Linked DNA regions of Mus musculus: regions 1 and 3 are each linked to region 2. Evidence: chromatin contacts called from public HiChIP or PLAC-seq data. All regions are on one chromosome and are shown on one strand. The core of a region is the stretch at or near the end of the contact, and the rest is flanking DNA. Distances in the headings are between cores, read along the strand shown. Region 1 overlaps Trpc4 (transient receptor potential cation channel, subfamily C, member 4). Region 2 has its middle 51 kb from the start of Gm31026. Region 3 overlaps Frem2 (Fras1 related extracellular matrix protein 2).

Region 1 (3,835 bases), core at 1,328-3,827, 310 kb before region 2:
ATCTGAGCCAAGATGCCATGGAGAGTCCTAGCAAGCAAGGGTGCCACTGAAGGAGGTTTCACCACCTCCCTGCAGCCCAAGGTCAGAGAGAGCCAAGGAGTCAACCTGAGGACAATTGAGATGAGACTTGGGGGAATCAGGATTGCATGGTTTCTTATGACTGCTAGTTTGTATCAAATCTAAAAGGGTGAGATTAACTGTGCAAATAAACAGATGTTGGTTAATTAAAATGGAGTTTTAAATATCAGGATAGAAACAAACAGATGCAGGATTAAACCAACTAGAGCATTTTAGCTACGGGTGATTTAGATTATGTGAAATGCCTGCTTTTCTTCCAGTTAGAAAATCACTCTTTTGCAGTGTGTATAATTCTATGAGGGCCCATGAGGAAGGTTATTAAGGTGACAAGACAAGCATGTGTCCAACGTGATTGCTGTGTGCAGAGAAGCCACCCAGCTTCTTAACCTCCTAGCCTTCAATTTCTCACAGTGGGAAGGAAATGGACCCAGGCAGAAAGCCTCTGAAGTGGTGGCATAGACACTAGGTTCTCATGAGCATGGGCTGCCATCAATCCTGCTTATGAAAGTCCCCAGAAGTTGACAGTGGCTGCTGAGAACTGTTCATCCTCATGCAAGCTTTAGGCAATAATAATGGATAGATTTGAGTATTCATTTTGGAGAATTTTTTACATGCTCATGTTTTTTCATACTGCACTAAAAATCAAAAGAAACATATGAGGGGCCATGTGGAAATACAGAAAAGCATTTGGATTTTCAACAAGATTGAGTGCACATGAATACTTATAAGATGTCAATAATACATAGGTTTCCTTTTTGAATTCCACATTTTCCCTATGCATGAATTTATGTGCCTGTGTATGTGTGTATACATATATATATATATAAAATAATATACATAATATTATTATATAAAGACTATAATATAAATGATCTTTTCAAAAGAAAAGACCATTTACTAAAACTTGAAATAAATGTACCCAGTATTTTTTTCTTAATGCCAGAAGTCTATGTTTCTATTCAGAGCCGTGTTAATTCCATTTCCTGCATTATTCATAGCTTTACTTCTCCATTTCCTTGGCAATCCTTGTGGCGAATTTCTCACATTTTGTGACATCATGCACTCTCAGGTCTGCCCAACATTAGCAGGAGCAATGCCTCTCCGACTTACGTGGAAAACGCGTTGTTCTGTTTCTCGCACCGGATGCCTTTGCAGCTTAGCCCCTTTGTTTCTTCATAGTAAAAGTACAGCTGATTTAGGCCATTTGCAAAAGCTAGCAGCACGAGGCAGTAGATGAACAAGAACTTCAGGATGTCCAGAAGCATCCTTCCCAGAGATATCTGCAGAGGCCCCAGGTGAGAATTGGCAGTGAACAGAGAGATCAGGCGGAGGGAACTGAAGATGTTTGCAATAGCAAATAATGCCTCTGCCACCAGGGTGGGGTGCCACATGTCCCATGATTCCCGTGGGTTCAGAGCACTGTACTGAAGAAACAGAAATGAAGGCAAAGTAAGCACACATGCTGACAGAATCAAATTCAGCTCTGCAGAGCTCTCTAGGGTCCACCTCAGCCACTCTCTGGAAGGTGTATGCTTTAAGATGGCAGCAGCTAGAGTAAGCCATACAAAGACAGAAAGAAGCCCATTAATTTATAACTCGTGAGCTTTAATTCATGTGGCTGTATAGGCCTGTCCTTCTTATTTAGTTTTTGTCAGTGTGTTAAAACTTTGACATGAGAATCAATTAGTTCTTGTCTGCTACCTCATAGTTTCTGTCTTTGTACAAAGAACACACCTCCGCTTATTCAACTGATCAGGTTCAACTTTTCGACTCTTGCTTAACATACTCATAGACCAGGACACAGACAGATACATCTAACTAACTAACAGAAACCTTTAAGGGGATTAACATGAGGTACTGCAAGAATAGAGGGCAAAAGGCAAGAATGGATTGGGTCTCTGTGCTGTCAAAGCGTTCAGAGTCAAGAGTCAAGGTTATGCCTCATTTGCAGTTTTGCACCAGTTGGAGGTGACCTGATGCAGAAGCCACCATCATACTATAACAGAGTCTATTTCTACCCAGGAACTGATATACACAGAACCATCCTTAGTGAATGATCTTGGCTGTGACTGAAAGAATTACAATGGATAATCTTCGAAAGCACGAACAAGGCTCTATCTTTGCCCTAATACAAGAATCCACACTGGACTCAGAGTCCAGCATGTCTGGTAGCTTTTATGGAATGACACTATGCAGGCATCATCACAGTTACACAGCTACACACAGTCAGGCCTTTTTGAGCCATATTACTGGGATTAATGGTGTTGTAATGGCAAACTACCATTAAAAGTCACAACGGCTCCTGGGAGACTCACAGATATCTCCCCAGGAGCCATCTACTTCCATTTTCTGGATAATAAACCCAGGGACCTTGTTCTCCTGAGAATATTTATTTTCTTAATAATTTGAAGTCTTTCTCTCCCCAGGGGGAAGTCCGGCAGCTAGCTCAGCTGCATCCTGTAAATTCTGAGAATCATAATTTCCGATTTCCTTTCCTGTGGTATAATCCCCTTGTGCACTGGGCACATCTGGCTCTCATCACATCCCCCACTGGGGAATTTGGACATGGGGACTGATGCTAAGATCACAATGTAAATCAATCATTGTCTGTTTGATGATCCAGACACCTTGCTTCCTGTCAGAGAACAAACAAAGACATAAACTGTAAGCAATTAGCACTTGAACTCATTCTTTGAAGTTTTGCTTTAAAATCTCCTCCTGCCGTACACATACACATGGTCTTAGGCTTCCAAATAGGTGTGGCAGTGCACACCTGCAATCCGTGCCCAAGACTCAGGGAGTGGGTTGCGAGTTGGAGGGAGGGCAGCCTAAGCTCTTTGGTGAGGTCACGGTTAACCTGGGGCTGCACAGTGAGCCTGTCTCAAAGCAAAAAGCAAACAGAAAAAGTGAGTAAATAAGCAATTATATCAAAGCAATTTAAAAAGCTTTGCGAACCACAGTGTTCTTTAAATCTAGAGAGAATAAAGTATTGGGCCAGTGGACATATTTTCTAAACCTATTGTTGGGTATTAACTCGTTAACTTGAAATTTTATTCTTGGTTCCAGTTCTTCCTTCTAGCCCACCACCATCATCCCCTTGAGCCTCAGCTTCCTGGTGGTGTGGATCCAGGATTCCCCTAGTCCTTCCTCGACACCCACCTCAGTCACTCCTCCAAGACCACCTCCATTGTTTTGTAACTCCCCAACAACCTGCAGGGACCCTACAGGTGCCACCTTTTGCTAGGACCCAGATAGGCCACCAGTGTTCCTCTTTTCTTCACCCACTCTGTTCTTTCTAAGGACCTCTTACTCCAGCCTCCTCCCAACCCCCTCCATCCCCTTCAGATGGGTTGCCATTCATAGGCAGCCCCAGAGTGTCTCTACCCTGCCTCTGTCTCCCTTTGTGGAGGAAGATCGGTGGTGGTTTGAATGAAAATGGCCTTCATGGGTTCATAAATTTTAATGCTTGGTCACCAGGGAATAACAATATTTAAAGGGATTGGGATGTGTGGCCTTGTAGAGGAAGTGTGTCACTTGGGGTGGACTCTGGGGTTCCAGAAGCCAAAGTGAGGCCCAGAGTCTCTCTTTCTCTCTCAGCCAGCCAAGCAGATTAGAATGTAGCTCTCAGCTTCTTCTCCAGTACCATGTCTGCCTGTGTGCTGCCATGCTTCTCACCATGATGATAAAGGACTAAATCTCTAACACTCCAAGCAATGTCTCAATGAATTGTTTTCCTTTTTATGAGTTTCTGGGGTCA
Region 2 (3,803 bases), core at 1,126-3,625:
CAGTCACCATGGGAGGCTTGTGCAGCTAGACCGAGGGGTAGTCTCAGTAGCCGGGACCCATGACATGGGGATCAGTTGGTTTTCTCATCACTGTGACAAAATACCCAACTCCTTCATGGCCGAGTAGAGCAAGAGGCCTCAGACACACAGCTGGTTTCCTGTTTCATCTGTTGTTCTGTCAGGCCCCCTTAGCTGATGCTCTCTGGAGACACCTCCACACCACAACTGGAGATAGCGCTCACAGGAGAATTAGTTCATTCAAGTTGTCAGTGGATCAGCTGTTCTGTCATACTGTGCAAAGCAACCTGGTGCTGGGATGATTTGAATTCTGTTGGTGGCCTGTAAATGACACAGCCATTGAGATTATCATTTAGTTGGGATGCACTGGAAATAAAATGAAAACATTATTAGTAATTGTGCATATACAAGACCCAAGTCAGAATGTTCTTCTCAAACTTAGAGTATCCAGACTCTTCTACTTTGAATTATAAAATGTTGTAAGCACTCTTCAATTAGCGTCAACCAACACATGGAACCAGAAATCCTATAGATAGCTTACCAGCCACTGTGTCTGAAAGAACCAACTTGGAACACAGAACAGCATTTTTAGGAGAGAGCATCAAAATAGGAGAGACTTTTACTTTGTAAAATGCATAGTAGAGAAAAGTTACACCCACCAAAATGAGTGTAAATTTCCCATATGCCACTAACTAGGCAGTATTGCACTTTTTAAAAATTAAAGTGAATTTACTTGTTCAAATGAAAAGGACAAAGAAAGTCTTGATTAAATCTATTGGCCTTTTTTATCTGAGATTTAAAAATTACTTGTAATCTCCCATAGCAAATAATTATCTATGATTAAACAGTCTTGATATCTTCAGATTCCATCATGAATGTATGTGGTTATGTAACTAATTCCTAGTACATTTTGAAAATCACTCCTTTCAAAGGTTTTTACTTATAGATCTTTTGTTGAAAATCATATTTTCATATAATATGTTTGATTATATCACTTCCTTTCTCCCAACTCCTCCTAGATCTTCCTCACCTCCCTACCTACCCAACTTCATGTCCTCTCTCTCTCTCTCTCTCTCTCTCTCTCTCTCTCTCTCACACACACACACACACACACACACACACACACAAATAAAAAATAAAAAACAAAAAGCCCAATAAGATAAAGAGTGCCAAAAATTAAAATAAGTAAAATAAAATAAATATCCAGTGGCCTATAACAGTGATTTACCTGAAAGCTCTAATGGTACAATATTAGCAAAAATGTTCTGGGAGTAACCAACCACTTACTCATTTTTATTTATTGATCTATTTATTTATTTCCCCTTCAGGCCACTCCGTGAGATGGAGCCTATATTGAAACTGCCAGTGCGGCTGTTCTTCTTCATATGCGTTATATCCATAACTTGATTAGTTTCCTCACGGGTAGTTTGTCCAAAACGTAAGTATTTAAGACACACTGACCCAGCGCCCTGGGGCAAAATCATGAACAGCTAGAAAATAAACTACATTTTAAGAGATGGAAAAAGGTTAAAGAAACATACAGATGATTGAAATTATCTGCATAAAAAAAAACAAGGCATGATTTTACATATACAGGAAATTCATGTGAGGAATATATTTCAAAAACAGATTTTTAACCAACAGAAGCTAATATGTGCAAACATAATTAAAATGAAAATATGAAGAAGTTTGGTGTTAAATCACAAGACTCCTCCCACTACGTCTGAAAATGTCCTGAATGTAGGATTAGAAGGGTTTGGTCCTTCCAGTGTGGACGGGTACATTTAGCCGTCATTTCTAGTTCTCACACAAACATTCTAAGCAGTGGGGATTAATATTATGGTCTTGATCATAAAAAAAAAATTTTTTTTAAAAATCCTATTCAATACTGAAAGAGCCTTAAATGTGAGGTCTGATATTTTCTCATAATGACATATGGTTTTAAGAAAAATAGCACAAACTGACATTCTAGAAAAATAAAACGAGTGATTCACTTAATATTACCTCCAGGACATTATGTATTTCATGTGGCAAGTTAGTCACAGACTTGGACCTTCCTGCAAGAGTCTCTACTAATGTTCCCAAGATGTTTTTGTTTTTCTGATTTAAAAAAAGAAAAAAAAATCTAACGCACCATTGAAATTGTATCCACTTAGGAAGAACTCAGAATTATACTGCAAATCCTACCCAAAACCCTCACGCCTCACAGAACTGACAGTTGCTGAGCTGCCCCCAGCTAGAGCTGGAAACAAGCTCCCCAGTGCTGCCCACGGTGTCTGCCTTCAGCCTGTGTGATGGTCTCCAGGAACTGGGTACAGCCCCTGTAAACACATCCAGCCACATTTGGATGCGTCTCTATTTCTCAGAATGCTTTCCACTTGATTTAACACACGTCTCTCAAGCATTTGCACCTGGCCCTGGCGATGGTGGGGGATGTGCACAGAAGCCAGACACGCCCTCCCTGCTCCAGCTCACATTCAGAATAACAGACAAGAAGGTAAACATCGCAGCAACTTGAAACGTGCAAAGGTAATGCAGAAATGGAACTCCGGAGGAAGAGATGGGGAAGGAGAAGGGGCTCTGGTCCCCCTTCGTTCAGCTAGCATCTCCTTCCCCAACTGGACTGGCTTTGGATCTAGCTCTAGTTCTTAGCAGAGGAAATGACAGCTGTTGCCTTGCTGTTTTCTGGCCAAACTGAGCCTGCCAATGCCTCCACCTCCTGTTTCTCAGATAAAACTTGAATCTCCTTCATCCCCTTCTACAAACACTCTGTTCTGCTACCTCACTTAAAGCTAATTATCAAAAGGAAGGACATTCAGTTCCTCGATTAGAAGTGCATGTATATGATTACAATTGTCAACATCATAATTTTATAAGTGCAGTTGAAGATATTACTAATTTTTATGATGTTGCTGTTATAACAGTAAACTCAGCCATTTTCTCCTTAATTCTTAGTAAAACAGGGCTGATAAGTGTAGAAGAATCTTGCTTGATTGATTATTTAAAAAAAATGATTAAGCTCTATTGTTTCAATCTGTTCAAAGAGTTTGCACTTAAGCCCTGGTACCAAGCCCATCAGCTCCCTTAGGCTAGCAATGCTGATAATGGAAGTCAAGAACAGGGCCTAGGAATTCCATAAGGCATAGACAGAAGTCTTAGGAGAGTTCTTACCAATGATTTACTGTGGGAAGAACCTGCCCCAATGGGCAGGATGCTTGTGCAGAGATTGTCCAGGCCTTAGAGACTGGAATGCCATCAAAGATACATTGACTTCTGCACATTCCACATTCATAATGGATCCCATTTTATACATGGCATTTGCTTGCTTGCTTTTTAAAAAAATATATATCATATTTGAAAATGTCTTACTGATAAATAAAAGAATGTATTTTATCACAAACATTTTAAAAGTATATTTCCATCTTGGTAATTTAAATTATTGTCCATTATTATTTTTCTGTGTAAGGTACCATGGCACATGCCAGAGAACAGCTTTGTGGAATCTGTTCCCTCCTTCCACCAGAGGTGAACCACACTGCTAGACTTCTTCATCAATTGCCTTTATGAACCATGTCATCTTGCTGGCCTCGGTCCTAGCTAACTTTAACCAATGCACCACCTCTGATGAGAGCATAAGTCAGTCAACTTTACAGTGCTTGACACAGACACCTGACAATTAGCAGTAAGGGAAAATATGTAATTCTGATCATAGTTTTGGAGGTTCTGGCCATAATCAGTTGGTTCCCATGCTTTGGGGCACATCTAGATGCAATATATCATGGTAG
Region 3 (4,317 bases), core at 382-2,881, 390 kb after region 2:
ACCAGGAATTCTGCTAAATGCTGGAGATGCAGGTGAAACAGCCCAGGTGCCTGGTAACCCCAAGGCTAGTCCTATGATCTCATAACCACATTCCATCAGCTAATAGTATAGAGTGCTGGTGCTATGATAAATAATGAGCCATAGAATGAACATCTAGCTCATTTAAAATTTTACTAGAGATTTATTTACACACACACACACACACACACACACACACACACACACACACACACACACATGTGGTGCCTGTGGCAGCCAGAAAAGGATGTCAGATCTTCTGGAACTTGGGTTACAGTTGATTGAGCTGGGAACTGAACCCAAGTCCTCTGCAAGAGCGCTGCTGCTCTTGACAGCAGTGAGGCCATTTTGAGAGGTTTTCAGGATAATGATTCTTAGTCTCCTGTCTATTAAATCCTGTATCTCAAACAATACCACTGTTTCTTACTCTTAGAAACGTACAGGACATTAACTGGGAGTAAACACTTTTGTTTCTGTTAAAGAAAAATATGTAATTTTAAAAAATAGGTCCTATTTAAAATATTAAACATTAATTTAAAGATTAAGATATTAAATTAAAATATTAAAATAAAAATAAAGTTTTAAAAAATAGGTTCGATTCTCTTTCTACTTCATAGACTCTACCCATAATAAAATGAGTTTATATATATTTACTAGGAGAACACAACCTCAAATATTTGAGTATAAATGCATGGAAAAAATAGAAAGCCAATGTTTGTATAATTATTTTGCTTGTTGTAACTGAAATATCTATAAACTTGTATTGACTGGGTTGTTTTGATATTTCCCTGGTAATATGAGCAAGTAGACCAATTTGGTCTCTGTAAATGTTTTTGGTAGAATCAAATTGAGTCACTGCTTAATGTTGTAAAAAGAAAAAAAAAAAAAAGCATGTCTAGAGAGCTGGCTCAGCAGTTAGGAGTACTTACTGCTCTTACAGAGGACCTGGGTTCAAGTCTCAGCACCCACATGCTGGCTCACTACTGTTTGAAACTCCAGATCCAGAGGATCGGATGCCTGTTCCTGGCCTCCACGGGTTCCTGCATGCATGTGGTACACACACGTGTGCTCCAGCAAAACATCCATACAGGTCTAAGAACAATAGCGATTACCAAGACCTTCTACTATCCTGATATGAACTTGTGTCACATCACATGTGAGTTAGGCTCATGGGTTCCATTTGCTTCTTTCCCAAACTCCCTTTTAAAATGGTCCTCATATACTTGGTCCACTTTAGAAGAAAGAAAAAAAAAAAAAAGGCATAAGAGAAATGCCAAAGTTCAAACATCAACAGCAGCATTGAGACACTTCTGCATGAGTCCACTTGTTGGCCAGACTAACAGCACTGCAGTGGCCTGAAGACTAGTGGAATGCCTTCTGGGTCGTTTTCAAACAGGAAAGACTCTCTCAAGGCAGGGAACACCCATTGCTTTCATCTGAGCCCCAAGCTCTCTTCCTGTTCTTTTATTATGACAGATTTGCAGAAGATAATTTGTCCTGTCATGGTTTTAGTACATTTTTTTTTTCATCTGTACAGTGTAATGGAGAGAAAAGACAGGATGGACATTGTCAACTGTGGCTACAAGTTTATTTCTGAGAAATACAGTCACTTCCCACCCTGTAACTTGCAGCATTGTCAAATTTAAAAATAGAAACTGCGGTATGGGGTATAGTCATGTATAGCATAGAGGGTGAGTTCAGTCTATCTGGGTTTGTCTTTCGGAGTAAAAAACATTCACATTTCCTGGAAGTGGGAAAATAACTCAGTCAGAAAGAGAGCCTTATATGGTCGTAAGAGTTGAACAGAGAGGCAGGGTGTGAGGAGCCACGGGAACCCTAGACTTCCTACTTTTTTCTCTGCAAGCTCAAAACTAGCAAGAAGTAATGAGTTAATCTTTCCATCATGTATAAGCCTCCCACGTGAAGGGACCATTCTAGGATTTAAGAGCACGGCCTTGCAGTTGCTTTTCCCTTCGTTCACTTCATGAGAATGCTCTAATCCCACAACATAGCCCCCACTTCCTCCTCTGCAGGGACGGCCTGTTAAGCCCGTGGGATTTCACATGGGCACTCTTAGGATGTATGACTTTGTATGTTCTCTGTCTATACTAATGTATGTTACTCATGTTATCTAAAAGAACATGTATAGGACATCTTCAACTCTTTAAAGGAATCCTGTAGGTCAGTGGTCCTCAGCCTTCCTGATGCTGGGACCCTTTAATACAGTTCCTCAGGTTGTGGTGACCCCCAACCTTAAAATTATTTTCATTGCTACTCATAACTGTAATTTTGCTACTATTACAAATAGTAGTGTAGCTATCTGATCTGCAGGATATCTGATATTCAACCGCTGTGAAAGGGTTGTTTGACTCCAAAGGGGTCACAACCCACAGGTTGGGAACCACTGCTCTGGGTGGTTTCTTTTAACCTTCTTTTTAACTTTCTTTTAACCTTCTTTCCCTCTCTCTGCCTTTACTCCACTCTACTGTGATGTAAATTTCTTTTTTCTTGATATCAGGTTGGCTTTTGCTCAGGTGTTAGCAATGTCTTTCTCACCCCGAATGGCTTCCTTTGGGAAAAGCGCTGGGCAACCATGGTGGTTATGAGCATGGGCTCTGAAATGTCTTGTCTGAGTTCAAATCTATTGTCAGCACCTCCCCTTGACCTCCTGCAGGTTATTTGACCTCCGAGTGTGCGCTATATCCTGACACCTAAAATACCAATCACAAACATTCTAACCTCAGAAGGTTAAAAGCAAAGATAAAGCCAGTCAATGCTTGCAGAGTGTCTAGGATAACAGTTGGCAAATAGTAAGACTGCCGGGGGTTAGCGAGCTGCATTTCAAAACTGATGCAAGCAAGAATGGTGTTCTTAAACATTTCACTCACAATAAGCTGTGACTGCTTGAGCCAGCCTGCGCATACACTTCTACTGTGTATGTAATGCGAAGTTGAAAAGCCATGCTACCCTAGATGGCGACCGTAGAAATCATTCATTGTCTTTCTGATATCCTTTCATAGTTTCTCCCGCAGGTTACACATTTCTGTTAAAAGTTAGGTCAACAGAAAGCCTGAACTTGATATGGGCCTATTTACCCTCTGTCAGATCAAATACAGGAGTGAATTCCAGGTCTAGGGCCATGGTCCGGACACCCGGCTTTCTTCTCTATTCATGGTTCAAGGCAACAGGCACTGAGGGAGAAGTCCTGACTTGTATAATCCAATGTGTATGGGTCACGGGGTGCAGAAGGAACCAAACCTTAAGCCCTCCAGGTTTAAATCCCACAGGGGCTGCTTAATTAAAACCCTGAATGTTCAACAGCCCTCAGGACATACTTGAAAACAAAACCCGGCCAGGACAGTTTGCAGCATAAAATGAATGCTATGTGTGATTTACCCTGGCTTAATCAGCTCTGGCTTTTGTAACAAAATATCATAGATTGGGTGACTTTCATAAAACAGATAACAATATCTATCTGTTGCTCACAGTTGTGAAGGATTAAGAGTCTGAGCTCAAGGTGCACGACTGGTAGGAGAGAGCTTGCTTGCTATGCTTGAAACTCAGGCCCCAATCTCCAGCAATGCTAAAACAAAACAAAAAACCCAGGCTAGTTAGTATACTAGGTTCTCGATGAGGCTCCTCCAGGTTGTTCACTTCCTGGGTGTGTCCTCGGCGGTCCACCTAGTTACCCTTGCCTGTGGGTCAAGAAGGAAACATCAATCCCATAAGGAGCCTCCACCCTCGTAACCTTCGAAATCTACCTGCCTCTCAAAGGCCCTCCACCATTGCGCTCCACATATGAATTCAGAGGACAGAAGCATTAACACGTGGCAAGCCTTTGGTAGCATTTCCTATAAAGGCCACAGAGAATGTGGCCTGAAGATTTTTAGTCAGTGACGCCCCCTCCCCGACTCCCCAAGCAGATTCCCATGAGTTCATGAAAGGGGGTCCCAGAGACTCACTGGATATTTTAACGCTCCCTGGCACCCTATGTGGTTTTGCACTGAAACCAGGATGATGCTTATGCTAAAATTTTGAATTTGGTTAAAAATCGTACTTGATAGTTGTAGCTACCATTCTTACCATGGCGAAAACTTGTCTTAAAAATCAATCTGCAAAGACGTTTTCTCAAGTTGCCACTTGGATTCTCTCTAGAACAGGACCGCTGAGGGCCACACCCTCTTCCCATGGGAGCTGCTTCTTCAGGCTGCTGCCTTGTACTCTGTACAAAGTGCTGATGAGGAGAGCCAAATTCTAGTATCTTCCCCTAGAGTCTGGTCTCAGTTCTCCACTTACTAG

Evidence for each region. HiChIP or PLAC-seq counts read pairs in DNA pulled down with a chosen protein or histone mark.
Region 1: a contact with region 2 is called in an H3K4me3 HiChIP or PLAC-seq map of the 230-238 cell line, with 14 read pairs. The contact joins two enhancer-like sites. A contact is called at or near these places in 1 of 15 datasets of contacts at CTCF or cohesin (pro-B cells), 1 of 484 Hi-C or Micro-C datasets (the 63-12 cell line) and 2 of 115 datasets of contacts at active chromatin or transcription factors (both in the 230-238 cell line).
Region 3: a contact with region 2 is called in an H3K4me3 HiChIP or PLAC-seq map of the 230-238 cell line, with 2.9 times the contacts expected there. The contact joins two enhancer-like sites. A contact is called at or near these places in 3 of 115 datasets of contacts at active chromatin or transcription factors (the 230-238 cell line and large pre-B cells) and 1 of 9 other capture datasets (embryonic stem cells).

Annotation. Positions count from the first base shown.
Region 1 is chr3:54,288,698-54,292,532 of GRCm38.p6, reverse strand. It overlaps Trpc4 (transient receptor potential cation channel, subfamily C, member 4), which reads right to left. Exons shown (of 11, transcript NM_016984.3): 6 at 1,189-1,502. Among named protein-coding and RNA genes, the nearest start is that of Gm31095, 70 kb to the left of the region's middle. Within about 2 kb of position 2,577, at least 5 of the 459 cell types and tissues checked have an H3K27ac peak or open chromatin away from gene starts, as enhancers often do. A contact at or near this core is called in the 230-238 cell line, the 63-12 cell line and pro-B cells, where this site is marked.
Region 2 is chr3:53,973,928-53,977,730 of GRCm38.p6, reverse strand. No RefSeq gene overlaps it. Among named protein-coding and RNA genes, the nearest start is that of Gm31026, 51 kb to the right of the region's middle. Within about 2 kb of position 2,375, at least 36 of the 459 cell types and tissues checked have an H3K27ac peak or open chromatin away from gene starts, as enhancers often do. A contact at or near this core is called in the 230-238 cell line, the 63-12 cell line and pro-B cells, where this site is marked.
Region 3 is chr3:53,578,150-53,582,466 of GRCm38.p6, reverse strand. All of the region lies in intron 4 of Frem2 (Fras1 related extracellular matrix protein 2), which reads left to right. Among named protein-coding and RNA genes, the nearest start is that of Frem2, 77 kb to the left of the region's middle. Within about 2 kb of position 1,631, at least 17 of the 459 cell types and tissues checked have an H3K27ac peak or open chromatin away from gene starts, as enhancers often do. A contact at or near this core is called in the 230-238 cell line, where this site is marked.